7 separate regions of the Mus musculus genome follow, and regions 1, 3, 4, 5, 6 and 7 are each linked to region 2. The links are chromatin contacts, called in public Hi-C and promoter capture Hi-C maps. All regions are on one chromosome and are shown on one strand. The core of a region is the stretch at or near the end of the contact, and the rest is flanking DNA. Distances in the headings are between cores, read along the strand shown.

What was found. Promoter capture Hi-C pulls out the DNA fragments that hold promoters and counts their contacts. Hi-C and Micro-C count contacts between places; a contact is called where the count stands out from the background.
Region 1: a contact with region 2 is called in a Hi-C map of B cells, with 5 read pairs. The contact joins the promoter of Pex10 here to the promoter of Ubiad1 in region 2. A contact is called at or near these places in 1 of 39 promoter capture datasets (pre-B cells) and 1 of 484 Hi-C or Micro-C datasets (B cells).
Region 3: a contact with region 2 is called in a promoter capture Hi-C map of pre-B cells. The contact joins the promoter of Pusl1 here to the promoter of Ubiad1 in region 2. A contact is called at or near these places in 3 of 39 promoter capture datasets (cranial neural crest, maxillary cranial neural crest and pre-B cells).
Region 4: a promoter capture Hi-C map of pre-B cells shows a contact between it and region 2, with 2.4 times the contacts expected there. The contact joins the promoter of Atad3a here to the promoter of Ubiad1 in region 2. A contact is called at or near these places in 4 of 39 promoter capture datasets (cranial neural crest, frontonasal cranial neural crest, maxillary cranial neural crest and 1 more).
Region 5: a contact with region 2 is called in a promoter capture Hi-C map of pre-B cells. The contact joins the promoter of Slc35e2 here to the promoter of Ubiad1 in region 2. A contact is called at or near these places in 2 of 39 promoter capture datasets (cranial neural crest and pre-B cells) and 1 of 9 other capture datasets (pancreatic islet).
Region 6: a contact with region 2 is called in a promoter capture Hi-C map of pre-B cells, with 2.6 times the contacts expected there. The contact joins the promoter of Ddi2 here to the promoter of Ubiad1 in region 2. A contact is called at or near these places in 3 of 39 promoter capture datasets (cranial neural crest, frontonasal cranial neural crest and pre-B cells).
Region 7: a contact with region 2 is called in a promoter capture Hi-C map of second pharyngeal arch cranial neural crest. The contact joins the promoter of Aurkaip1 here to the promoter of Ubiad1 in region 2. A contact is called at or near these places in 3 of 39 promoter capture datasets (cranial neural crest, pre-B cells and second pharyngeal arch cranial neural crest).

What each region holds. Positions count from the first base shown.
Region 1 is chr4:155,064,965-155,068,678 of GRCm38.p6, reverse strand. Pex10 (peroxisomal biogenesis factor 10) reads right to left here and starts at 1,649. Exons shown (of 6, transcript NM_001042407.1): 1 at 1,505-1,649; 2 at 776-856; 3 at 1-16. The coding sequence starts at 1,610.
Region 2 is chr4:148,443,354-148,447,061 of GRCm38.p6, reverse strand. Ubiad1 (UbiA prenyltransferase domain containing 1) reads left to right here and starts at 2,302. Exons shown (of 2, transcript NM_027873.3): 1 at 2,302-3,134. The coding sequence starts at 2,612. It also overlaps the pseudogene Gm23303.
Region 3 is chr4:155,890,169-155,893,579 of GRCm38.p6, reverse strand. It overlaps Pusl1 (pseudouridylate synthase-like 1), which reads left to right and starts at 1,818. Exons shown (of 8, transcript NM_001033490.1): 1 at 1,818-1,949; 2 at 2,165-2,222; 3 at 2,341-2,528; 4 at 2,678-2,827; 5 at 2,911-3,081. The coding sequence starts at 1,873. Acap3 (ArfGAP with coiled-coil, ankyrin repeat and PH domains 3) reads right to left here and starts at 1,705. Exons shown (of 24, transcript NM_207223.1): 1 at 1,139-1,705. The coding sequence starts at 1,185.
Region 4 is chr4:155,759,623-155,763,276 of GRCm38.p6, reverse strand. Atad3a (ATPase family, AAA domain containing 3A) reads left to right here and starts at 2,179. Exons shown (of 16, transcript NM_179203.3): 1 at 2,179-2,475. The coding sequence starts at 2,274. It overlaps Atad3aos (ATPase family, AAA domain containing 3A, opposite strand), which reads right to left and starts at 2,085. Exons shown (of 3, transcript NR_027972.1): 1 at 1,991-2,085; 2 at 1,500-1,892.
Region 5 is chr4:155,600,133-155,603,787 of GRCm38.p6, reverse strand. Slc35e2 (solute carrier family 35, member E2) reads right to left here and starts at 2,372. Exons shown (of 9, transcript NM_177186.4): 1 at 2,050-2,372.
Region 6 is chr4:141,722,089-141,725,895 of GRCm38.p6, reverse strand. It overlaps Ddi2 (DNA-damage inducible protein 2), which reads left to right and starts at 2,477. Exons shown (of 10, transcript NM_001017966.2): 1 at 2,477-2,839. The coding sequence starts at 2,702.
Region 7 is chr4:155,829,753-155,833,179 of GRCm38.p6, reverse strand. Aurkaip1 (aurora kinase A interacting protein 1) reads right to left here and starts at 1,911. Exons shown (of 4, transcript NM_025338.4): 1 at 1,445-1,911; 2 at 1,110-1,197; 3 at 383-828; 4 at 82-289. The coding sequence starts at 1,164. The coding sequence ends at 188.

The DNA.
Region 1 (3,714 bases), core at 400-2,899, 6.6 Mb before region 2:
CCAAGGGTCTGGTAGCCTGAGGATTAATACACAGTGATGAGGGTCCAGGGACAAGTTTCCGGGCCAGCCTGTGTCGTCGTCCCCCCTCCAGCCTCACCAGTCACCCTGAGACCTAGCCAAGGCCAGCACAACTTCTTGTTAAACCCACTGTGGCCTTGCTGTGATTTCACCATGTCACAGAGACGGCCACTCTGGAATGGGCCTTGCATCTCCTGTTGGTTCCTACTCCCTTAAGTCTTTATTCTGTTTTCCAGTCCTTCCTCTGCTGAACTCATACCCCTGTCCAAGTGATGGGATCCGATCTTGTGGCTTTCTACCTTCTAGATGATGGCTGAGTCCTAAGTATCAGGCATACATACCACTGCTTACCTGACGCTGTCACATGGAGTCAGAATAAAAAGCCCCCAAGCCTACCCATGGCTTGCAGCTAGCTTCTAGTACTCCACCATGCAGACGATGAATCCTGACTTCCTGTTCCTGAGGCCAGCCCTGTGGAGTACCTTGTGATCTTTCCATGTGTCTCACCATGACCCTGCTCGTACCCTTCCCCCCACTCGATAGCCTCTTCCTTTTTATCTGCCTCGTACCCCATAAATGGAAAAGCCCATCCTGCTGAGAGAAAGTCTGGGGCAGTGAGTGCCCTCTGGCCAGTATCTTCCTTCCCGGAAACAGAGACTAATGCAGGTGATTTCCAGGAGCCTTCAAGCATCCCCTCCAGACCTGGGTGGGTTGTGGGCCCCTCAGTGCCCAGGACCTGCCGAGCACAGACAGCTACCTGCAATTGTGGTGAGGCCAAAGTAGGCTATGTCCGAGAGCAACTCGATCTCTTTCCTCCATTCCAGCCATTTCTTTGCACCTGAGAGAAGAAAAATATTAGCTCTAGAGAGGTGAAGTGGTTCTCTTAAGATGACTCCCAGCCGGGTAGTGGTGGCACACGCCTTTAATCCCAGCATTTGGGAGGCAGAGATTTCGAGTCCAGACTGACCAGAGTGAGTTCCAGGACAGCCAGGGCTACACAGAGAAACCCTGTCACTCCCGAAGGGCAGGTAAAGTCCAAGTCAAGTCACTCCTAAGACGACCCTCAACAACTCGTCTCTCCCTTCACCTCCTCTGCTGCCCTTGGTGACCGGAATGTCTCCGAGACGAAGACCGCCTCTTAAGAAGCCCCGACTGTAACTGTCTTGAGTCAGGTACTGTCCTAGAGACATGGAGCCCAGGAAAGTCTAGGTAGTGCTAACAACATAAGCCAGAGGCGACCTGTTTAGTATCAAACCTCGGCTCTCTGAAATCCCAAATCCCTGCCTGTGTGATCCACGTGTCTACCTATGAGAGTAATGACGTTAGGTCCACCCTGTAGGGGCGTCTGGAGAATAAATGGGCAAATGCTTGAGAAACACTAAAGCAGAGACCTGCAATGTGGTCAGCAGTGTGTACCTCTGTTTTGATCCCCGCTTTCCAAGCAAACTCTGGAGCTGCCGCCTGTCTGGGTGCCCGGAACGCTCACCCGCTAGGCTGTGCAGCGCTTCACCCGCCGCGCTCCGCAGGCCTCCCAGGTAGTACTCGTCCTTCTGCGCTGCCCGGATCACTTCAGGGGCACCCGCCCGCGCCATGGCCCGAATCGCAGAGCTCGCACCGCGCCTGCGCACCTCGTGGGCGGGGCCTGTGACGCTCGACGTGCGTCCGTCGTGGGGCTGAGGCTGCGAACACCACGCGGGCGAAGGCGGAGCCTAGGCGTGACATCTGTGGAGGCGGAGTAGTGGGCGTGTCCACGACATAGGGGTGGGGCTACCCGGGGAGGGGTGTGGTCTGTGCTTGGAGGGTGAAGCGGCACAGTGAAGTGGCGGGTAATGACAGGGAGGAGGTAGATACCTAGTGGGTAGGACCCCCGAGAAAGCTCAGCCTCGCAGATGTGTTTTTGGCCTGATTCAGGTTCAGTTTTCTGGCAGGAGGTACGTGTCTCTGGGCTGCAAAAGTGGATCTTTTGGGATAGCCACGTGATTCCAACGGACTGCTGAAGGCTCCAGTTGTTGGAGTTCCTCCCTGCCCATGCCCTGGTTTCTTCAGCTTGGGTTGGGCAATCCCAGATAGCACCTTTGACCACTGCTAGGAGGCAGTCACGGCTCATGCAGAGGCATGAACTTCTAGCCAAATCAAATGTGACAGTTTGAAATGTAGATTCTCTGAAGGCCCAAGGCCGCTTGTGCTGGAAGACTTTTCAAACTTGGAAGCTCATTTCTACCATAACCATGGGGTATGGCCTGTTCTAAGTGTCCCCGCCTGGACTGCTCCTTACACGCGACTGCTTTTTTGCATTCTCTTCTCTCAGCCATGGGGAACAAGACCAGAAACACTATTCAAGTATCTGTTGTTCTCAGGGATACGGCCTAAGTAAGCGTCTCTCTCCGTGGGCTTAAATCCTAGGCACAGCGGTGCCTTGATCCTCAAGTTCTTCCTTTGTGGGCTCTCAAGGATTCTTCCTATGGGACAAAACCCAAGATGGCCAGCAGGTGGAGCTATCAGCCCATCTTTTCTACTAGCTTGGGCTGCTAGAGCTTGTTAACCCAAACAGATCCTGCACAGATCAGGGAAACAAGAGGCTTTTCAGTGAGGAGAGAAAGTGGAAGGGCAAGATGAGTAGTGACATCATTGTAGATCAGTTCTCTGGATTCTCGGATGACCATGTGGCCTGGAGTCCCCCTTTGCTTCAGTGTTTCAGGGTTCCAGAACTCTGCGGTGGAGGTAGAGCGAGAGCTCTTGCTTACGGAAGGGGCATACGGCCCTTGCCACCTCCCACCCCTTGCCTTCTGAAGCACAAGGATCCTAAGACTGAGCCTTGTGACTTTCTCCTTGTAAACTCTTCCTCCTGCTTCAAGGATGGAGGACAGAAAGGCCAGGCTCCTGTTTCTCTGTGTAGCCCTGGATGTCCTGGAACTCACTTTGTAGACCAGGCTGGCCTCAAACTCAGAAATCTGCCTGTCTCTACCTCCCAAGTGCTGGGATTAAAGGTGTGAGCCACCACTGCCCAGCTCAACAACTAATTCTAAAGTCATACACGCTGTGGGTTTTGTTGTCCTGCCTGATGTCGTTTGCCAGCTCTGGCCACTCTGTTTTCTTTTTTTTTTTTTTTTTCTTAAAGATTTATTTATTTATACGTAAGTACACTGTAGCTGTCTTCAGACACTCCAGAAGAGGGAGTCAAATCTCGTTAAGGATGGTTGTGAGCCACCATGTGGTTGCTGGGATTTGAACTCCGGACCTTCGGAAGAGCAATCGGGTGCTCTTACCCATCTCACCAGCTCCTAAAAAACTCTTTATTTTTATGTTTGTGAGTACATTGTTGCTCTCCTCAGACACACCAGAAGAGGGCATCAGATCCCACTACAGATGTTTGTGAGCCACCATGTGGTTACTGGGATTTGAACTCAGGACCTCTGGAAGAGCGGTCAGTGCTCTTAACCACTGAGCCATCTCTCCAGCCCCACCACTCTGTTGTCTAACTCTATTAAGTTAAATTATATTTATTGTGTTTGTGTTGTACGCATGTGTATATATTCATGTTTGTATATGTGTGGGCATATGTGGATATGTGGCATGCATAAGAGTGTGTGTGTGTACGCCTGCAAGTGTGGAGTCTGGCAAGGACGATACCTGGTATCATCTTGGATTGCTCTTCCACCTTCTTCTTTGGAGCAGGTCTCTGAATCAAAACCAGGA
Region 2 (3,708 bases), core at 1,053-3,552:
TTTGTCTTGTCACTTTTGGTTAAGGTAATTAAGGAAATAAGGTGTTCCTCTAAGTTGGCTGTTCTTCACTATGTCTAACTTTTATTTTTTATTTTTAAGACAGTGCCTTGCTGTACATCCCTGGATGGCCTAAAACTTGCTATGTAGAGTTCCAGGTGAGACTGGCTTTCAAGGGAATGAAACGGGTGCAGCAAAGAAACCAAAATAGCTGCTCCATAGGTGAAAAAAGAAAAAGTTTATTTCCAACTGCCAAGGCTGTCTCGGGAAAGCAGAGAGAAGCTATGGGGGTGGGGCGGGCTGGGTCGGGCTGGGTCGATGGATGGTCTCTATGATCTGGATGGATGCTATCTGTGATGGGGAAGAATGGACCTCCAGGGTTACATGGGACTGTGTACCTGGGGGAAAAGGAGCCCTTGAGCTGCCATGGAGACTCTTGAGTAGGGTCTGAGGGAGTCTAGAGGCTAACTTCTCACCTTAGTCATATGTTAATGGAAGCCCTCAGATTTATAAGAATGACCCCTTTTAGCAATTAGGAACTATGTCTTCAAGCTCCTGGAGGAATGCTGGGTTTTGTCTAAATGCCAGACAAAAGACATAAAAGGAATTTCTTAGGGCCTCCTATTTGTGACCTGTCTCTGACTCCCACCCCCCACCATGCCCCTTCTTCCACTGCTGGGATTACCAAGTGTTCACCTCCTTGCCCAGCCTCAACTTGTTTTTTCACTGTTTGTTTTGTTTCCGGTGTTTTGAGATAGGGCCTCACTATGTAAACTGGACAGTCCCTCAACTGTCCTGGAACTCACTATGTAAACCAGACTGGCCTTGAACTGACCGATCCTCTTGCCTCTGGAGTGTTAGACTAAAAGGCATGTGCCACCTTGCCTGGCCTAACATCTGTGTGGGTTTTTTGTGGTTTTTAATTTTTCCTGATCATTTATTTTTTAAAATTCACTTTACATCCCCATCGCAGCATCCCCTCCCTCCAACATTTCAACTCTCGTTGAGTACCAGCTGTTCTTTCACAGGACTCAGGGGCAGTTCCCACGTTAGGATGTTCACAAAAGCCTGCAGGGTGTAGGGTTGGGATGTAGCTCAGATAGTAGATTATCTGCCTAGCATGTGGAATCCCCAGCACCCCATAAAACCAAGTGTGGGTGAATGCTTGTAATTCCAGCACTCAGGGAGTTGGAGGAGATTCAAGGTTGGATCAAAATTTCAAGGTCATTATGGGCTACATTGCCAATTTCTAGCCAGCCTGAGCTATATAGGCCCCTGCCATTTTATTATTGGATTTTTTATGAATAGGTGTTTTGCCTGTATATATGTATATCTAGTGTGATCTTCTTGCATGTATGCATGCCTGGTGCCTTTAAAGGCCAGAATAGGGGGTCAGATCCCCTGGAACTGGAGATACAAGCAGTTGTGAGCTCTTGGGGGTGCTAGGAATCAAACCCTGTTCTTTGGAAGGGCAGCTAATGCTCTTAACCGCTGAGCCATCAGTCCTGGCCCTGTCTCCAGAAACAAAGCAAAAAACCATGTAGGTCTTTACATCTTAGTACACAGAAAGCTTCCTACTTCTTTTTCTTCCAGCTATACATACATGTTCCATCACATAGTACCGCATTTTCTTTTCCAAGCTCTTGGCTTATGAACACTTCTCTTTTCTTCTTTCGGTCTCTCCTCTCTTCCCTTCCATTTCCTTTCCTTTCTCCTTCCCTTCCCTCTTCTCCATCTCCTTTTTGCAGGGTGGTGGTGGCACACACCTTTAATCTTACTCAGCTCCTGGGAGGCAGAGGCAGGTAAATCTGAGTTCGTGGCCAGCCTGGTCTACAGCGTGAGTTCCAGGACAGCCAGGGCTACATACACTGAGAAACTTTGTCTTGAAAACCGAAAACCAAACAAAAAGATAATCTCACGAAGCTTGAGTTGGCTTCAAACTCACTATATAATAAGGGATGTCCTTGAATTCTCTTCCTGTCGTCGTCTCCCAAGTTCTAGGGCCATAAGGATGCACCACCAGCCCAGCAATGCGCACAATACTTTCAACGTAGGATGTATTGGGGTAACCACAAATGAGTCTTATTTCTTATTTCAGTAAGTGAACCTGCCCAGTATAACGCAAAGCGACACGCCCTGAAATCCCAGGAGGGCTAAACAGCTGCTTCTTTCCAGTGACTTGCTTTTAGCTAATTTGTTGAACCTGGGCTCTGGCCTTTGACCACACCCCTCTCCGACCACGCCCCTCGCCGGCCTTCACCGGGCCCTGCCCGCCCCAGGTCCGAGTTTCCGGGCCGGCCTCCTGAGGCCGACGCACAAGATGGCGGCGCCGTCCGCCCGATAGGGGTTGCGGGCTGAGGCGGGTTATTGAGTTGTGGCACGGGGGAAGCGACCCCAGACAGGCTTCGCTCAGGTGACAGGTGGGCGGGCAGCGCCGCTGGCCCCGTGGCGGTGCATGGCCTGGTTGCTGTCTTCAGTTTTCCCCGCCTCCCAAACCCTGACCGGGGGCGGAACCAGAGAAAGGTCAGGCCAGGCTGTCCCGCCTGTCTCCGTCCTGGGGCGGTCCCCTTGAGTGGCTCACTTTTAGAATTGACTTTAGCCACGTGTAGCTTCCATGGCTGCGGTACAGGCCCCGGGGGAGAAGATTAATATCCTGGCAGGAGAGACAGCCAAGGTCGGGGACCCGCAGAAGAACGAATGGCCCGAGCAGGACAGGCTTCCCGAACGATCCTGGAGGCACAAGTGCGCCTCCTACGTGTTGGCCCTGAGGCCCTGGAGCTTCAGTGCCTCACTCACCCCTGTGGCCCTGGGCAGTGCCTTGGCCTACAGGTCTCAGGGTGTCCTGGATCCCAGGCTGTTGTTGGGTTGTGCAGTGGCTGTCCTGGCTGTACACGGGGCCGGCAATTTGGTCAACACATACTATGACTTTTCCAAGGGCATTGACCACAAAAAGAGTGATGACAGAACTTTGGTGGACAGAATTCTGGAGCCCCAGGATGTTGTTCGATTTGGAGTCTTCCTCTACACCTTGGGCTGCGTCTGTGCTGCTTGCCTCTACTACCTGTCCGCTCTGAAATTGGAACACTTGGCTCTCATCTACTTCGGAGGCCTGTCTGGCTCCTTTCTCTACACAGGAGGTAAGAATTGGCCTGTTTCCTGCTCTAAGGTCCCAGTTGCCTAAACTGGAAACTGCTACCTTCCATAGGAATGGTAGACGTGTCAAAGACGCCTTACTAAAGTAGGCCACTTGACTGGAAATCCAAAATGTGTGTATCGTGGATACTTTGAAACCTTAAGTTGTGAAAATACTGGTTTGGCAGTGGATTATGAACACTGCTCCCCCGATGGAGACATGGCTTAGCCTTTAAGATCTCTTACTGTGGGCTGGAGACCCCCCTACAGTTGGCTTAGTGGTTAAGAGCACAGGCTGCTCTTCCACAGGTCCTGAGTTCAATTCCCAGCAACCACATGGTGGCTCACAGCCATCTGTAATGGGATCTGATTCCCTCTTCTGGCATGCAGGCTTACAGTGCAAACAGAGCATTCATGTACATAAAATACAGAAATAAATAAATGTTCATACTTACCTGGCAAGGGAGATGCCATGATCTCAAAGGTGGTTTTCCTGGCCAAGACTTCTCTATTGTACTCCAATATGCTGACCCCTGTGATTTCCCCAAAGGTGGGAAACTCAACTGCACTATATATAAA
Region 3 (3,411 bases), core at 569-3,068, 7.4 Mb before region 2:
CTCATGTACATATGTGGTCAAGCTCACACGAGCAAAGGCATGATACATGCTTATACATAAACATGCATACATGTATTAGCACAGGGCATGCAGACATGTGTTCCAGGGATACAGTGCACACTAAAACACACACCTGCATACGTTAACATGTGTCTAGTAGCATGGCAAACACGGTTCACGAATCCACAGAGATGTAGCACATGTACACACGTGTCCATCCACACTAGGCTATGTGCATGCATCAAGCACACCAACTCCGTATCACAGCTCACCCACACATTCATGTGCACCAAGGAGAGCAGAGTGGCAGAACATGCTCCCCCCCCCCCCGTGTGTGTGTGTGTGTGTGTGTGTGTGTGTGTGTGTGCACATACAGAGGTGGGACACCTCACGAAGGTCCGAAATTTCAAATGACACACAGGAGGTACTCCATTACTGTCTGCCAAATGCCACTCAATGAAACAGATGTATATCTGTGTGGCCATGTGGTTCACACAGATGTGCACGACTGTATTCCAGGAACAATAAAAGAAACAAACCCATAGGTGAATAAGGCCCATACCCTTCCACCTAAACACGACTTCCTCATCCTTACAGCCTCTACCCCTTCAGGCTCCTGGGTCACTCATACATCCGTTAACTCTCACCAAGGTGTCTATCTCAGGCCCTGATGGCTCCGGCTGGTTGCACCCATACACTGCTCTGGACATACGGATCAAGATAGAGACCAAGCAGGGTGCCAGACAATCCTAGCCAGAATTGGACTACAGGGCCAAGGAGGAGCCCAGTACTTGTGGCACACCAGAGCATACACACAAAGAAGGGTGGACAGTTCTAGAGATGGCACTGGACGCAAATGCCCAGTGACACACAGCTGCCCAAGGCGGTCTGCACACTCACCCCCGCGCGCGAGGTGATCAGCACAGGGGCGTCTTTTGTTCCGGTCCCCCGAGGCCGGAGGCGGAGCTGCGCAGCTAGGGGACCGCGACTCCGGCTCCCGCCGGTTTGTCCGTGCCAGGTCTTCTGCTCCGTCCAGGTGGACTCGGAGCGGTCACCACGCTGGACACCCCTTGCCCGCCTCCGGCACAAAGGCGGCTCCCCATCCCCGCCCGCGCCCTACCCCGGGCCCGCAGCACACCTGAAGCGCGGCGAGTCCTTGATGCATTCCTCGAACTCTACCGTCATGGCTGCGGCGAGCGGTGCTCACTGTGCGGAGGACCAAGGCGCGTCGAGCGGCATCCCCGGCCCGTGGACCGTCTGTGGCGCCCGCGCCGAGCTGCGCTCCGCGCCCGCCCGCCCGCCTGCCCGCCTCGGTCTGAGCCCGGCGCGCCGCGGCCCCGCCCCGCCTGTCACCGCTGGGGAGCGTCGCCAAAGTCAGCCTCTGCCTGCGCCACCCGCTGTCACCTCCGGGGAGCGTCGCTAAAAGCGCCGCTGCATCCCCTCGCCTGTCGCTGCGCTCTGTCCTCGGTCACCACGGTCTGGGAGCTGGGCCGGCCTCGGCGGTTGGGCTTCGGAGTGGTTTGGCTCGGTCGCGGGACAGGGAAGGGCACGGCTCGCCCACTTCAGGCATCACGGCGGTGGTGAACTCGGCTGGAATGCTGCCGACGGACACACTCCGCGACGGCGGCGGGGAGATCGGGAGTGAACGAATTAAGGTCGCTTGTGCGGAAGCGACCCATCATCGCGCCCCTGTGAGGCCGAGGACAGGAAACATAGCCGGCTCTAGAGGACCGCACTTTGCACCCGATCCCTAAGCTTGGCTCCGCCCCCGCCTCTCCATTCAGGCGGGGCGGACCGAGTCAGTGCGCAGGCGCCGTCCCTGCTGGGCTGGGTCGACCGCGGGCCACGTGCAAGCGCCCCGCCCGCTCAAATATGGGCTCCTGCGGGGCGGTGGGCTCGGTGCGTGCGCGCTACCTTGTGTTCTTGCAGTACTTGGGCACTGACTTCAAGTACGTTTTCCCGCTGTTACCCCCGCGTTCTCCACTCGGCCTCGCGGGAAGTCCGCGAGGTGACCAGGACGGGCGCGATCGGTCTCGGGATGCGGGATTTTAGGAGCCGAGGAACACAGTGGCCTGCACCGAACCCACGCGCCTGGGCGCCGAGACCCCTGGCGGGACAGCGTCCACAGACACCGCAGATAATTCCTTCCTGTTTCTCTCCGCAGTGGGGTTGCGGCCGTGAGGGGCAATCCGCGCGCTGTTGGGGTGCTGAACTTCCTGGAGGTGAGGACCGGTTTGGGGAGGAAGAAGCAGTCGGCAGCTCCAACCCCTACCCACTCTCCTCCTCCTATTCCACGGACTCCGGCCATCGATGTGGCAGCCGCCTGTACGGTTCCCGCAGGAGGCTGCCAAGCGGCTGAACTCTGTCGACCCGGTCAGGTTCACCATCTCTAGCCGCACCGATGCCGGGGTGCATGCCCTGAGCAACGCGGCGCACCTGGACATCCAGCGCCGCCCAGGGCAGTCGCCTTTCTCCCCGGAGGTCGTGGCCAAGGCCCTCAACACCCACCTGAAGCACCCGGCCATTCGGTGAGCCCGGGGTTTTGGTATGGTTCTGGGCTTTTTTTTTTGTCTTTTACCATTGCACCCCACTGTGGTGGGAGGCAGAGATTTCCATAGTGCTGTGTGGACAGTTGGGCATACTCATTCCTGGGATGAGCCAGATCTGCTTGCCACAGTGTACTGAAGGCCTTCCGAGTGCCCAACGACTTCCACGCTCGACACGCAGCCACCTCCAGGACCTACCAATATCGTCTGGCCACAGGCTGCTCCTGGCCTAATCAACTGCCTGTGTTTGAACAAAATGTATGCTGGGCTCTGCAGACAGAGTGAGTGAGCTAAGAATGGGAAGAAAATGGCTCACCATCCATCTGCCTGGGCTCTCCTCAATAATGCTCATTTGGCTCTGCAGGTACCTGGATATGGCGGCCATGCAGGAGGCTGCCCAGCACCTCCTCGGGACACATGATTTTAGTGCCTTCCAGTCTGCTGGCAGCCCAGTCACAAATACTGTACGCACACTTCGAAGAGTCTCAGTGTCACCTGGTCCAGCCAGCCCATTTGTCCTCCCCGAGGGGAGCAGGTGAGACGACTAGCCTTTCACTATGCCAGGACTAGAGGCCACCAGGGTCATTACTCATAATACCTCAATAAAAGTGAGATGATGCTAAATGGGTATATTGCACATCCATTGGGCCTAGAGGGTGTAAGAAGGTGAGCCAGAAACTTGTGTCTTCTTCCTGTTGGGTGGGGTCTCTGCCAGCCTGGGGAGCACAGGGTGGAAAATGTTGCCTTTCTGAGGGCCCTGCCAGACCCATAGCTCTTTATAGCAGGTAAGTTCTGGCAGTCTCTGAAAAGATTTCACTAGAGCGAATAGTTCCATTCCACTTTGACAGACTACGTTAAGTTCTCT
Region 4 (3,654 bases), core at 930-3,429, 7.3 Mb before region 2:
GCTTTAAAAGCTCTGACCCCCTAGCTGGGCATGGTGGCGCACGCCTTTAATCCCAGCACTCAGGAGGCAGAGGCAGGCGGATTTCTGAGTTCGAGGCCAGCCTGGTCTACAAAGTGAGTTCCAGGACAGCCAGGGCTACACAGAGAAACCCTGTCTCGAAAAACAAAACAAAACAAAAAAACAACAAAAAAAAGCTCTGACCCTCCTTACTTACCCATCTAAGCTCAAAGGCGACTGCTATGAGAGACGTGGTTTGTCCATTTAAAAACAAACAAACAAACAAACAAACAAAAAACCCTTATGGCCAATGAGTGATGTCTGGCTATTGCTGGGAAACTCATTTGGTTTTGTTGGGGGACAGGGGTCACAGGTAGAATAATCTTAGGATTTAAATTTAAGACAAATGGTGGTGACCTACACGGTTCATCCAAGCATTTGGGATGTAGCAGATTTCTGAGTTCCAGGACAGTTTGATCTGCAGCTTAAGTTCCAGGAGTGTCAGAGCTCAAAGAAACCTTATATCAAGAAACACTGGACAGTGATGGACAGTGATGGAAGCAGAGCTAGACTTGCTTATTGAGCTAGCTGTACAACACATCTTTGCTGATCTTTGTTGCAAAGAGAGAGGCCTAGTTGAGAACTTCTCTTGGCATTCCTCTTGGTCCCTCCTACAGAGGCGGTGGCTTGGCTGTCTCCGTTAGGTTGTGTCACCACTGCTGATTCATGTTTGTTATCCAGACTATCGAACTGGACTGTTAGTGTGTTTGTGAAGTGTATGGGAATGGATGGAGCTGCTGCTGTTAACCTGGGAAATGAACTGTTGATTTTCAGACAACATAGACAGGAGTTGTTCCAAAGAACCATTTCTAAACAGGTCTACCTCCCCCATATCCTTTTTCCACTATCTCTGATGGGTGGTGGGCTATAAGGAAGGTTACAGCACTCAAGAACTATCATTAATAGTAAGATTTTAAAAAATTAAAGTTTTATAAAAAATAAATACGACTAATAACATACCTTCAACTTCCTTTTTTATCATTTAAAATTGCCTTTTGTCCAGTGTTAAAAAACAGTCCAAACAATTCTGTGAACTCAACCGGTTTTATGAAAGATGCCTGGACCCAAGACGCTGACTTTGGTAAATGTGGGTTCCTAGTGACAACTGCCACTGTCCATGCTACCTTCCACTTGCCCAAAGGTTAGGTCAACCCTAGGTCCAGAGCAGGCACCTGGCTCAGCAGGCTCCCAAGGAGCGCTCACTGGCTAACAAGCACAAGCCTGGAGCACCAGCCCTCACTCTAAGTAGCTCCTGAGTGTAATGTACCCTCTGCAGGCTCTGGGAGTCGGCTTGGCTTTCTGGCTTGTACTGCAAAGCAGCAGCATGCCAATAGCCGCCGTGGGTTGCCAAAACACCAAAGAGGATCGGGCTCAAAACACCGCCTGAGCAATCGTAGCAGAATGGTGCAGGATTGTTTGTCAGAGGCGCCCAAGTCTCTGACCTAAGTAACTCTCTTATTCTTATGCACGCTTGGCTGTAGGAGCCGCTGGCCTGGAGACGCTCAAAGCAGCCACAGATATACATGAATCCGGCTCCGAGAAAGCGTGGGGTCACAGCAGGGGTGCCCGGCCGGTCGAGGGGCGCCAGGGACCCCTTCTCTAGTCCTCCCGGCTGGAGGTCTCACCCCGATTACTTCGCCCTTAGTTGCAGTGACCTGAGGCATCTCAAGTCCGGAAAAAATTAGCTCCGGGAGACCCACAGCACCTTCAGGTTTTCCCTTCCTCTTCTGTTCTTTGGGTAGGATTCACAGCAGAAGAGTTCTGACCCTCCGTGGTGTGAGTCCAGTGTCTCTGATCGTCTGTGGGCTCTGTGGCTGGGGCGTCTCCATAAATGCCTATAGCGACAGGTACAGAACGACCCCAGAGGAATAGCACCTTTGCTTAAAAAAAAAAAAAAAAAAAAAAAAGTTTTCTAGGATGAAGGCACACCCACCTCGAAAACTTTGCTCCTATTTGCCTGGTCCAGGAGCTCTGTCCAGTTCCGCCTCCTTAGAAAGCTGGGCAAATCGTGCCACCGACGCCACTGGCGTCCCTATGTCAGCGGCCAATCCGGCGGCTGAGAACGTCTTGACCCTCCTAGGTTTCCGTCGTCCAGAAGGAAGGGGTGTGGCTCGCGCCTGCGCAGTGAGTCGCGCCCGCGGCGCGTGGTGACTGCGAGGAGCCTCGCGAGTCACGCTCCGGTACGGTCCGCCGAGGGCGCGCGGAGCTTGCAGACCATGTCGTGGCTCTTCGGCATCAAGGGCCCCAAGGGCGAAGGCACAGGGCCTCCGCTGCCCTTGCCGCCCGCTCAACCCGGGGCGGAGGGCGGCGGTGACCGCGGGGCGGGAGACCGGCCATCGCCCAAGGACAAATGGAGCAACTTCGACCCGACGGGCCTGGAACGTGCGGCCAAAGCGGCTCGCGAGTTGGAGCACTCGCGTGAGTGCGCGGGCTGGGCTTGGCGGGCCGAGGCCCTGGGAAATGGGAGGTTTCTCTCGGAGGCACTAGCTGCTGCCCTTAGGACTTTGGTCCTCTTGACGTCTTAGCAGCACAGTGGTCGTTCGCAGCCGTACCTTTCAGGTGACCTGAATGGCCGCTTATGGGACATTTGGTCATAGCCGTCCTGCATTGGGGGAGACCCCGATCCTGCCACCCTCTTGCACTTGTAGCTGTCAACACGTAGGTCGTAGGAGAGACCCTGTGCCAATGTTGGCCTTACCTACTTTACTGTTGGGCTTTCTAGCTGCCTCCACGTGGTGCAGGCCAAAAGTCATAGCCAGGTCAGGCGATCCTGTGTTGTGGTAGTTAATAGCAATCTCTCACTTAAAAAGGAGAGAGTAGATGTCGTGTTTACTATTGGATGATAGCATTCCACTGTGGAACGTGAGGTGAGGGTGTCCGTAAAGGTTGATCCTCTCTGAGACAGATTTTAGCATTGATGGATCCCAAAGGCCAGGACTTTTCCCAACAAATGACACATTTTTGTTTTGATGTTGACAGTTTGTGCCAAAGTGTAATGTAAGGTGGATTTTTTTGATTATTTTGCTTTGTTTGTTCTTGTTTTTATAAAGACTGTGCAGCCCTGGCTGAGACTCCTGTAGACCAGGCTGTCAGAGAAATCACAGCTCCACCTGCCACGGCCTCCTGAGGCGTGTGTCACTATGCCTAGCTAGTTGAAATATTTTTAAGAGCCTGCAGGGGGCTGCAGAGATGGCTGAAAGGCTAAGAGCACTTGTTGCTATTGTAGTGGACCTGTGTTCAATTCTGTGCACCTATATGACAGCTCAAAACCTTCTGTAACCCCAGTTTCAGGGCATCCAAGGACTCCTCTGGCTTCTAAGGGTACCAGACATATACATACTTATATGCAGGCAAAAACTCAAATACATAAAAAATTTTTTAAAAGCCTGAAATGTCAGCTTTGTTGAATGAATACTTATTGAAGGATGTTTCCATTCTCAATTTTGTGTTTATGCGGGTGTTCTGTTTTTCAAAAGATCCTATAGGGAAGCCCTAATTTAAATAGGTATAATATGCAGACCCTCTGAGAGAGAGTCTGGCACTTGGTGAGTCAATTCTCTGCTCTTGTAGGAAAAAAAAAAGTCTTGAGCTCATGCC
Region 5 (3,655 bases), core at 1,123-3,622, 7.2 Mb before region 2:
GAGGCCAGCCTGGTCTACAAAGTGAGCTCCAGGACAACCAGGGCTACACAGAGAAACCCTGTCTTGAAAAACCAAAAAAAAAAGAGTAACCCAGGCTGGCCTTGAATGTGTCAGCTCTTCTGAATCAGCCTCCAGAATGCTGGAATCACAGGCACACACCACGAATCCTGGCTCACGATGTCATTTTTATCCCATTCAGCATTATATCTTTCCATATTCTAGTTCCATGGACCCCAGGTTAAGAATGTCTGGGCTGCTTGCTTTGGGGGGGAGGGGTGAACCAGCCCTTGCTGGGGGTGGGGGGCGCGGGTCTAGGCTGGTGCAATGGCTCAGGGAGTAAAGAGACTTTCTCACATTCCACATCCACATATGTGCCATGACATAAATAATGGGGTCACTCAAACTTTTAGTGGAGGACAGACCACTGGTAGAGGGCTAGCCTAGCAAAGCCCTAGATTCAATCCCCAATAGAAAATGGAGGGACAGGAAGGGGGAGAATAGGGTTAGATATAAGGAAATGTTTGTTCTGAAACAGAGGACTGAGGTACTCAAATACTTGGCCAAGACATCTGGACTGGTTAGTGGTTATTTAATGAAAACAATACATCAAGTCTCCAAGTACCATGCATGTCTAAAAGTTTATCTAAGGGAAATAATAACTCAGAAAAGGGCCTGCATGGGCTCACAATCTGCCCCCCATCCTGCTTCTAACAGTGACACTTCACTCAGTAGTGAAGAATTTGTACGGAAGGGACAGTCACTCACTCCTGACTAAAGTAGCACATTGCACCCTGTGGCTTTATGATAGTGTTTATCACTTCTGAAGAATGGATCTTTTCAGGATCACTGGTGTGGTGTGCTCAGATTAAGACATAAACAGTTGGGGACATCCACATTACCAGCCACAGGATCTCCATCTTGTGGACAGGTCCTTCATGTTGTTCTGTCTCTCCATCTTCTGCACTGGAAATGAATCACTTTAATATAAAAGCCTTCCTATCTCTTCACTTAATGGGCCTTCTTTTGCTATTTAAAATTCTCTCGGTGTGCTTTCAAATGTGCTCTGCAACCAGGGATACTTGTAGTACAGTCCCATAATTGCGGTACTGAGAGGATGAGGCAGGAGGGTCACAAGTTTAAGGCCAGACTGGGCTACCCTGTAAAGATCCTGTCTTAAAAGAAAAAAGAAAAAGAAAAAAAAGCACAAAAAATTATTTTCCAGTTTTTTTTAATAGAGTACATTCATCCCATGAGCGGGCGACTAGACAAACACTGAACAAGGGCCCCCCCACCCCCACCCCCAGTCTGCAGTTTTACTTTTTGTTTTATTTTGCATTTCAAGGGTTCAAAACATCAATGCTGCAAAGAGCCTGTTTCATGCCTGAAAAGTACCGGTTGGAGAAAAACCGCTGGCAGGCTAAAATAAAGTTGAGGCTTGGGACCTGGCTGAGTCGCCCATTCCACGGCACAAAATAAGACGTTTGGGGAGGCAAAATCAGTACACGCCGACAGATGACAGGGTGCCTGCACCTGTCATTGGGTATCGCTTCCTTTCCGGCGCCTGCTGCAGTCACAGCCCGCCCGCGATCCCCCCGCCCCGGTGCCCATCACTGTCCCCACCCTACCTGTGCGTCCAGCCCGGCGAAGCCCGCCACCTGCGCGCCCGGTGCCAACCCGGGCTGACTCCAGGACGGGATGCCCCCGGCCCCCGATGGGGTTCAGTTCTGGGGCTGCCACTGGAGTTTATGCAGAGCCTCAGCCCACGCCCACGGAAGATGCAGCCCGCGCCCGCCTCGGGGCCGAGCAGCTTTAGGCAGAGCGGTCCAGAGTCAAGGGCGAGAGCCGCGAGCCCTCCCACAGCCCTCCTAAGGGTTTAGATTTGGGACACACACACGGGTGGGCGGGGAGAGAGCCGGACGTGACGCACCGGAAGCTGTTACGGGGGGGGGGGGAAGGACACACTCCACACAGGCACACAATGGCACCTTCCAGAACGTTCCACCGCGGCCCACCACGGGGAGCCAGGACACCCTCACGGCGCGTTCGCACCTTCCGTAGCGGCCCACCGCAAACCACGGGGCGGGCGACGATGCGGGGCCACAGCACCGCCTTGCGGCCTCCTGTGGGCGCCTCCGGAGCGTCCCACCTCTGCGGGGTCCGCCATGCTGGGCCAGCGTGCAGGTGTCGCTCCTCTGGCCTGTGGTACATTCCGGAACGTTCCACCGAGACCAAGGTGAAGGAGCCAATCCTCTGAGGCCGCGAAGGTGCCGCCCTCTAGGTCAGACCCAGGGGCTTGATTTCAAGGATCCTAAAATCTGACCAGAAAGTCACAAGACGAGAAGCGCTCAGTGGCGAACGTGCGAGGAACCCCCGTGCTCTCCGAGTCTTGGACGCTGCCGGGATGGGGGCGGGGTCAGCACCATGGGGGCGGGGCCAGCAGCATAGCGACGGGGCGCTCATTGGTCGAGCCTCAGAGGCCCCGCCTTCCTGCAGGACGCTTGCTCTGTCGCCTGATCTCCCCAAGTAGCCGCCGGCTGTGAGATGCTTCCTGGCCCCTTTTATCCCTGAAGGTCATTTTGTGGAGAGGTTTGAGGTTGTGCCTTGCCTCAGCTCTGCTTTTGGTGAAACCTTCCTTTGTTTTTTTCTTGGTTGTTTGAAAACTAGTAAGGTTTCTCCTTCAGATCTCGCACAGTGAGTTGGAGCTTCTTAAACCTTTTCCACTAGAAAACCCTTTCCATATGCAAATCAAACGTTTACTGATAATCAACCTTAAGTCTATCTTAAAACAATTCTTTGCCCGGTGCCGGAGACCAGCCTGGTCCACTTAGTGAGTTCCTGGACAACCAGGTCTATGTAGAGAGACCCTGTCTCAGCAAACAAAAAACAAGTCTTTAGAACACAATGGCACAGTGCAGTTTTACCACTTAAAAGCAAAGGCAAACTGGCTTACGAATGAGAAGATGTGCTTTTTAAATTTTCGCACAGATCATTAAATCTTGACTGAATATCCCATACCACTGGACATAGAGTATCTTCAGCATTTTTCAGAGTTGATGTTTTGATTTTATCAAAACCAAAGTGTGTTTGATTTTGTTGAATTGACGTATGTTTTAGAACCGTATCAGTTGGAAATTCTGTCCTAACCACAAGCCAAGTTTTAACGATTTTTAAAAATGAAACTCAACTCAGAAACTTACGCAAGAATTTTGTTGTTGTTGGGTTCTTTCCTTTGTTTGTTTTTGTCTTTTAAGATAGTGTCTCACTGAGCCGGCATGGTGGCACACACCTTTAATCCCAGCACTCAGGAGGCAGAGGCAGGGGAATTTCTGAGTTCGAGGCCAGCCTGGTCTACAAAGTGAGTTCTAGGACAGCCAGAGCTACACAGAGAAACCCTGTCTCGAAAAAAAAAAAAAAAAAAAAAAAGATAGTGTCTCACTATGTACCCCTGTCTGGCCTGGAACTCACTGTGTACATCAGGCTAGTCTTGAACTCACAGAAATAGACATCTCTGCCTCTCACACTCTGGAATTATGCGCACCTATGTAAGCATTTTTTAATTGAGTTGTTTTATTTGGTCATTGTTGTTTTGTATTTGTTTTGTTTTGAGACAGGGCTGGTGTATCCCTGGCTGGCTTCGGATTTGATGTACAGCCAG
Region 6 (3,807 bases), core at 1,228-3,727, 6.7 Mb after region 2:
CCCTTAGCCCGTGAGAAAACAAACCTTTATTTGTCAATGCCCTAGATAACATCTCTCAAACTAAGCTCAGAAAGCTAAGACTTCCTTTGGAGTAGTAGGAACAGCAATTCAGTTGTAAGGAGTTCATGGAATGCAGAGTCAAGGTTGCAAAGAGAGAAGGCAGGGAAAATTTGGTCTGAAATGGGTGAGCGAAAAAACTCCATTGAAATTGGGAAAGAATTGGAGTCGTATGAAAGGCTCTATGTGACTGCTGCTTTCAAACCAGCGTGGTGGCGTATACCTTTAATCCTAGCACTTGGGAGGTAGAAGCAGGTGGGTCTCCCTGAGTTCAAGACCCAGCCTGCTCTACACAATAAATTGCAGGGCTACACAGTGAGACACTCTCTCAAAAAAGGGTTGGGCTGCTAGAGAGATGGCTCAGCAGATAAGAGCACTGGCTGCCCTTCTAGAGGTTAGATCCAATTTAGTTCCCAGCACCCATATGTCAGCTCACAACGGCCATCGACTCCAGACCCAGGGAACCTGACATCCTTTTCCTCCTCACCAGCACTATCCATACTTGTGCTCAGACAAACATGCAGCCAATACACACATACATATAACAGGGTTTCTCTCTGTAGACCAGACTTCCCTGGAACTCATAGAGATCCACCTGCCTCTGCCTCCTCTCAAGTGCTGGGGTTAAAGATGTGCACCGCCACTGCCTGGTTTACAGTTTTAAATTTCTAAAGGAACAATTCATGCCACAATAAACATCTTGGTGCCCACTAACTGTGGAGACGCAATCACAGTGGGGTGATTGGAGTTCACATCCTGTGGGGCATCTGGCATCCTCACAAACCTTACTTAAGTTTCCTAACTCCATTTTGAAAGGCTCTCTAGCTGACATTTTCATTGCAATTTTCTTTTCGTTTGGCACAGCAGCTGGGCTTTCTGTCACGGATGCTTGATTTCAGCCCTGTCCTGTGGTCCCAGCGTCTCCACTTCTGTTTTTGTAAAAGTCTTGCGCCTATGTATTCTGTCTTTTCTGCAAAGTGAAGTTCTTGCAGCATCCACAGCCACCCTGCTTCCCATTTCCTTCCTGTTCTGCTGGAGGAGGCTCCTCGCTCCACGGAGCCAGGAGTGGAAATCCTTGTGCTTGTAGTGATCCTGCAGTCTCTGCTCCTGGATGATGGTGAAATGAACCAATTCAAGACAGATTAGCTCGTCGTAAATGCGGGTTTGTTGGGTTGGGAAGCTTCTGTCAGGAGGACGAATTCACTGGTCCCAAGGAAGGAGAGGAAGGAAGCCATATTAGTCGCCATGGGAAGGGAAAGGAGAAGAGGGAAAAGAAAGAAAGAAAGAAAGAAAGAAAGAAAGAAAGAAAGAAAGAAAGAAAGAGAGAAAGAGAGAAAGAAAGAAAGAGAATGGGGGTGGGGGGGAGAGAGAGACCAATGATATCATATATGATATGATATCTGTATTAAATGCAGAAGAGTCTCTGGGGGAAGGGCAGCTGAGTCCCTGCCAGGTAGGGACAGAGGGATGTCAGGAGAACCTTGAGCCTTTGATTTGTACAATGCATACCTCAGCCCCTAATCCAGGACTGGAAACCAAACACTCCTGAGTGCTGGGATTACAAATGTGGACCACCCTAGTGGGCCCGGGAGATGTTTTCGGATTTTTACCATTCTTGGTATCTACATCTTCTTATGAATTGAGTGGCCACTAAAATAACGACTGTTTCCCAAGTACTGTCTTTTTGTCCTGCTGAGGTTGAGCTTGGTCCTGGTAGGCAAGATGTCAACAAGGTATTTTATCTATACCATTAAAGTAAATTGTTCAGACTGGAACACTTATGATCCAGGCAGGCTTGGAATTTGCCAGCCTTCTGTTCACCCTCCTGAGTAGCTGGGATTACAGGTTTGCGCTACCAGTCCCAGTATACGGAGTAAATTCTAAACCGTACCCAGTAAACGTCCAGTGCTGGATGCAGTCTGAGAGTGAGTTAACTAAGAACTGTGCTGTGTGTGTGTGGCTGCCAGCGCAGCCATGCCAGCCCGCAGGCTGGGATGGGCCTCGAGCACAGCAAAGGATCTGGATTTTCGTCCTACATTCATTACCAAGTCGAAACCGAGTTAATATTACTGAAATGACAACTTCCATTACGAAAACTCTGTTTTAGAAAGATGTGCTTAATTTGTCTTTCAACCATTTTTATGCACACGCCATTCGCACAGTAGGTCCCCGTTGGATGACTAACTGGGACTGGGATCCTGGAATACTCCGGAGCTCAAGCATTAAATCGTGGGGTTCCCCCACCCCGCATCCCCATTCCTCCCTCCAGTCTCCCCAGCCCCGCCCTGCCCCACAGCCTAGCGTCGCGAAGGCTGCCGGCAGCCTGGCGCGCTTTACGGCCGTGGCGTTGCGACGGGGCGGGGCGCCGGGCGGGCGGCCCGCGAGCTTGACGGCAGCGGTGGGAGGCAGGCCGGCAGGCAGGCAGACGGCGTCGCAGGCGGGTGGCGGCGGCCGCGCTGGCTGCCGAGGGCGGGAGCGAGTGAGTCATTGCGCGCGTGTGAGGGAGGAAAGGAGCGAGCGAGCGAGCGAGCGAGCAGCCCGCGCCCGTCGCCCTCCCGCCGCTGCCGCCAGGTCTCCCCAGCCGCCGACTGCCTTCCGCCCAGCGCCCAGGCCGGGCCGAGTCGAGCCGGGTCGGGCCCGGGCCATGCTGCTCACCGTGTACTGTGTGCGGAGGGACCTCTCCGAGGTGACCTTTTCCCTCCAGGTCGACGCCGACTTCGAGCTGCACAACTTCCGCGCGCTGTGCGAGCTCGAGTCCGGCATCCCCGCCGCCGAGAGCCAGGTACGCCGGGGTGCGGCAGCGAGCGGGGGCCTCCGGCCGCTGTGGCCGGGGGCGGGGGGAGCTGGGGGCCGGCGGGGGCCGAGTCCTGCAGCCGCCCGTGGATGCACCCACTGCAGCTAGAGGGGCACGTGCGCGGGCGGGCAGCCCTCCCCACCTTCTGGCCTTCGGGAGCCTGGGTCCTCATCCGGGATCTCCTGACTTTCCGACCAGAAATACCAGTTTGGATCACTGGGAGAACGACGCCTGCCTGGGGTTCGCTTATTTGGACCGCTCCAATATGCGCAGTTTACTACCTGGGAGAATGCAGATTTGCGGTTGAAAGTGAGGGGAAAAAGTTTGAGACTCACTCTGCCATTGACGTCTCTGGAAATGCATACATTTTTGGTTAATTTATTATATATGTATACACACACACACATATATATATGTCATATATTAATTAAAGTAATGGTTAGGTTAACTCAGTCTGTCTGCTTCTCTCAGGCCAAAGCCCTCCTCCTTTCTGGGCCCAGTTTAGTTGGGTCAGTTCAAAGCTCAGTGCTTTCGAAGGATATTAGCTTGAAAATGGCCTACTGTCTGAAGACCCCCGAGGGATTCGGCGGCCAGGAGTTCAGCCTTCTCATGTTTTAACAAGAAAATATATTCTCAAAATGCTTTGGTGTCCTTAGTAGACTTCATCAAACAATAGGTGGACTATTTTGTAACCTTTGCACTAAATCCCTTAAGATTCTAACCAAAGTGGCCCCCGCTGGGTGTAGTCTAAACACCAGAAAATTATAGACAGCTCCCAAGGCCCCAGAATGTAAATCTTGATTTCCTTCTGCAATTATGAAATAGTTCCAAAAACTGTTGCCCAACGACTGCCTGTTCTGTCCTGACTTACGGTAAACTCTGCGTGTCAATATTGTGTTCAGAAGTACCATTCCTTCACACAATGTGAACTTTAGAACCTTGGCATGCAGCTCTTT
Region 7 (3,427 bases), core at 662-3,161, 7.4 Mb before region 2:
AGGCTGGAGGTCAAGGACAATTAGGCACACTTGGGCCCTGGGTTCCTATGACAGAGTCTTTTTTTACCCGAAGAGATCTCACACCAAGCCAAAGAAACTCTAGGTCGGCCTAGAATAATTGAGTCCTTCCAATATTTATTATAGTGGGTCAGAAGCAGCAAGAGAGCCAGAGGGACAGGAACCCAGATTATTTGTTCTTCAGGTAGATCTTCGGGGTCTGCCAGTTCTCAGGGGCTTCCTTCAGGCCTGCCTTAAGCCAGATGCGCTTCAAGTCTTTCTCAAATTTGATCTGCAAGGGCAGAGGAGACAACCAACTTATTATAACGAGCAAAGCCTCTTTTAACCACTGTCAGTCTAGGTCCAAGGGAGTGCCCATATTCACCTGCTTCTTCTTCAAACGTCCTTCCCGGACCTTGCGACGTAGAAACCGGGTCCTTTTGACCAGTTTACGGTACTTGTGGTGGTTCATCTTTCGCCTTCGGATCTTCAGCACGTTTTTGCACTGCACTGGAGTGGCATCCCAGGCTTCCCTGACTCCCTGCTGGGCTTCCTCCTCCCCCTGCCTAGGTGGACATTCGTAGAACTGGGAGGGAGCCAGAGTCACTGGGACCTCGACATTCCGTCTGGGCAATAAGTATTGAGCAGTCAGCCAGCTCTCTAGAGGACTGATGGCCATCTTCCTGGGGACCAGGAACTCCTCAAGCTCTGACTGGGTCCTCTTACCAGGGAGGGAGGCAGCCCGACTTGGGCTTGCAGGCTGCAAACTGTAAAGGGGTCGAAAAGCATAGCTGCCAATCACCCCGGAGCCAGGGCAGGAACGACTGAAACCTGGGGAAACAACACAGTTGCTACTAGTGCCATCACAGCAGATCAGAACACCACTACTACCCAGGCTAGGGCAACATGTAGACCCAAATGGTAAGGCCTGCCCCTTATCCTTCCGTCTGGAGTTGTGATGTGCTCCTACATACTACATGCAAGCTCGCAGGAAAAGGTTTGTGCCCAGGCTCTTATTCCCAGTAGCGACAGGAGACTACTGAAGGCGAGCTGGGCCGCGATGATTCCCATCCCCAAGTCAGGTGTGGATTCCGCGTCCAGGGGCGTCTTACCTGCCCAGGGAACAACAGTCCTGGCCAGCCGTGAAGTCAGGCGCGCCAGGAACATGGTGAGCAGTTGGTCCGGCGGCAGCGCTCAAAGCTAGAACACAGGAACCAGCTGAGGTCACGCAGCGGCGACGGGCAGTGCTCTCGGCCGCAGGCCTCGCATATCCCATCACCCTGGGTCCCCCTGACCCGCGATAAGGAGACATCTTCAAAAGTCGCTCTGAGCGCAAATCCTGTCCCTACTTCTCTCCACCAGCGTGGTCGCTGTAAGCCGCCCACCCACGGTTCCCGCTCAGGCAGCGAAACCCACAGCGCAGGACGATATCGACGCTCGCACGCACCAAACAGACGCAGGCCAAGCGAGCTCCGCCGCCGCTCATCATCTGAGCCCCGCAACAGGCCCACCGAATCCCGGAAGTTAGGACCGATCAGGTCGCCTCTGACCTCGACCACTTCCGGTCCCTGGTCCTACGCAGCGCCCTCTGGTGCCCGGCTCTGCGCTAACTCGATCCTTGCGTGCCCGAAGGCGATCGCTTCCGGTTGGAGGGGACGCTTCCCCTGCCGCTGTTGTCCAGCAGCAACAACGTTCCGGGTAAAAAGTGCCCACACCCGACACCCACCACAATCCCGGAGAGTGCTCTCTGCGTGCACGCGGACTTTACAGTATATATATATATATTTTTTTCCTTTCGTCTCTCCCAAGCCGGTTAGCCTCCGGGTACCGCCATGGACCGTAGGACTGCGGAAGTGACAAGTGGCGCTCCTCCTGTTAGGGCGGCAGGTCGTTTAATAGTCCTGTGGGATAGGCTGGCTGCAGAATGGGGCGCTCTGCTTCTTGAGGCCTCAGAAACTCCGCCCTGTTCCTGCTCCGCGGTCCTACCCTGCCGCTAATCTCAAGTGAAAAAAGTCCTAATTTCTTTAGTGTGCCCTGAGGAAAAAAAAATTTTTTTTAAAGATTTATTTATTTTTTATTATATATAAGTACACTGTAGCTGTCTTCAGACACTCCAGAAGAGGGAGTCAGATCTCATTACGGATGGTTGTGAGCCACCATGTGGTTGCTGGGATTTGAACTTCGGACCTTCGGAAGAGCAGTCGGGTGCTCTTACCCACTGAGCCATCTCACCAGCCCCCTGAGGAAAAATTTAAATATCCTCACACACACGTTAATTTTTATCCCAAAACTTAAAAGCAGCTTCTTCAGAATACGGCTGCTGCTTTCCTTGGCAAGAGCCTAGCAATCCACTGCACCTCAGTGTGGACCAGAAAGTCCTGCTGGCTCCGATGGACAGGGGTGCAAGACTAGGGTTCTCCTTCATTTGAGAAACTACGTATGCCTCGCATGAGGGATTTCTGTGGATTCTTAACACAAAGTGGCCAAATATCTCATTCTCAGGCATTAACCTAGCTAAAGTTACATAAACCAATAAGAGGGCAGAAATTGCAGGCTGTCGTCCCAGCTGTGTAACTGAGGTCACAAAGTGATGTTGCGTGTACCCTACCTTCGAGAGGGGATGCTGGAGATATTTGTCTTTTCTAATGATGTTTCGAGAGGGGAGGCACAATGTGCACCTGCATATGCCACAGCACACATGGAGTCATTTCTCTTCTTCCACATTTAAGGAAGTGAATTCCAGGGATCTCATTCAAGTTGTCGGGTTTATGTGGCAAGCACTTAACCACTGCGCTAGCCCAAACAGGAAGGTTTATGCATTTTAGTCTGTCTTTAGTTCAGACTCTCACCCTGGGTTTAGCCACAAAAGGCAAATGGAGTCTCTAGATTCCAGCCCTCACCTTGGTGCTCCCAGTCCTCAACATGGCCAGCTTTTATTTGATGTGTTTCTCCTTGGATTGCATAACTAAAGGTTCAAGGAGATGAATAAAAGTAAATAAATCCATCAGAGAAATGGTCATGTTCACAACAACCCGTATCGGGACAGGTCTTTGTAGAGTCAGGGACAATAAGAGAAAGGGCAAGTGGAAACAAGTTTTGGAAAGAGACCAAGCAAAGCATCCTCCTTACACAATCCCGGGAACTAGCAAGTTTCTAGTCTTCCAGGAGGTGAGTAAAGCCAACCTTGTTAAGATCCCTATACTTTCCTGGGTGGTGGTGGCCCACGCCTTTAATCCCAGCACTTGGGAAACAGAGTCAGATGGATCTCTTTTGAGTTGCAAGGCCAGCCTGGTCTACAGATTGAATTCTAGGACAGCCAGGGCTACACAGAGAAACCCTGTCTCAAAAAACCAAAAGACCCCCTGTATCTCAAACAGGCTCCAGGCCAAAACAGAACATGCCCAACCAGGGCAGGGTAGCTGCTTGGCCA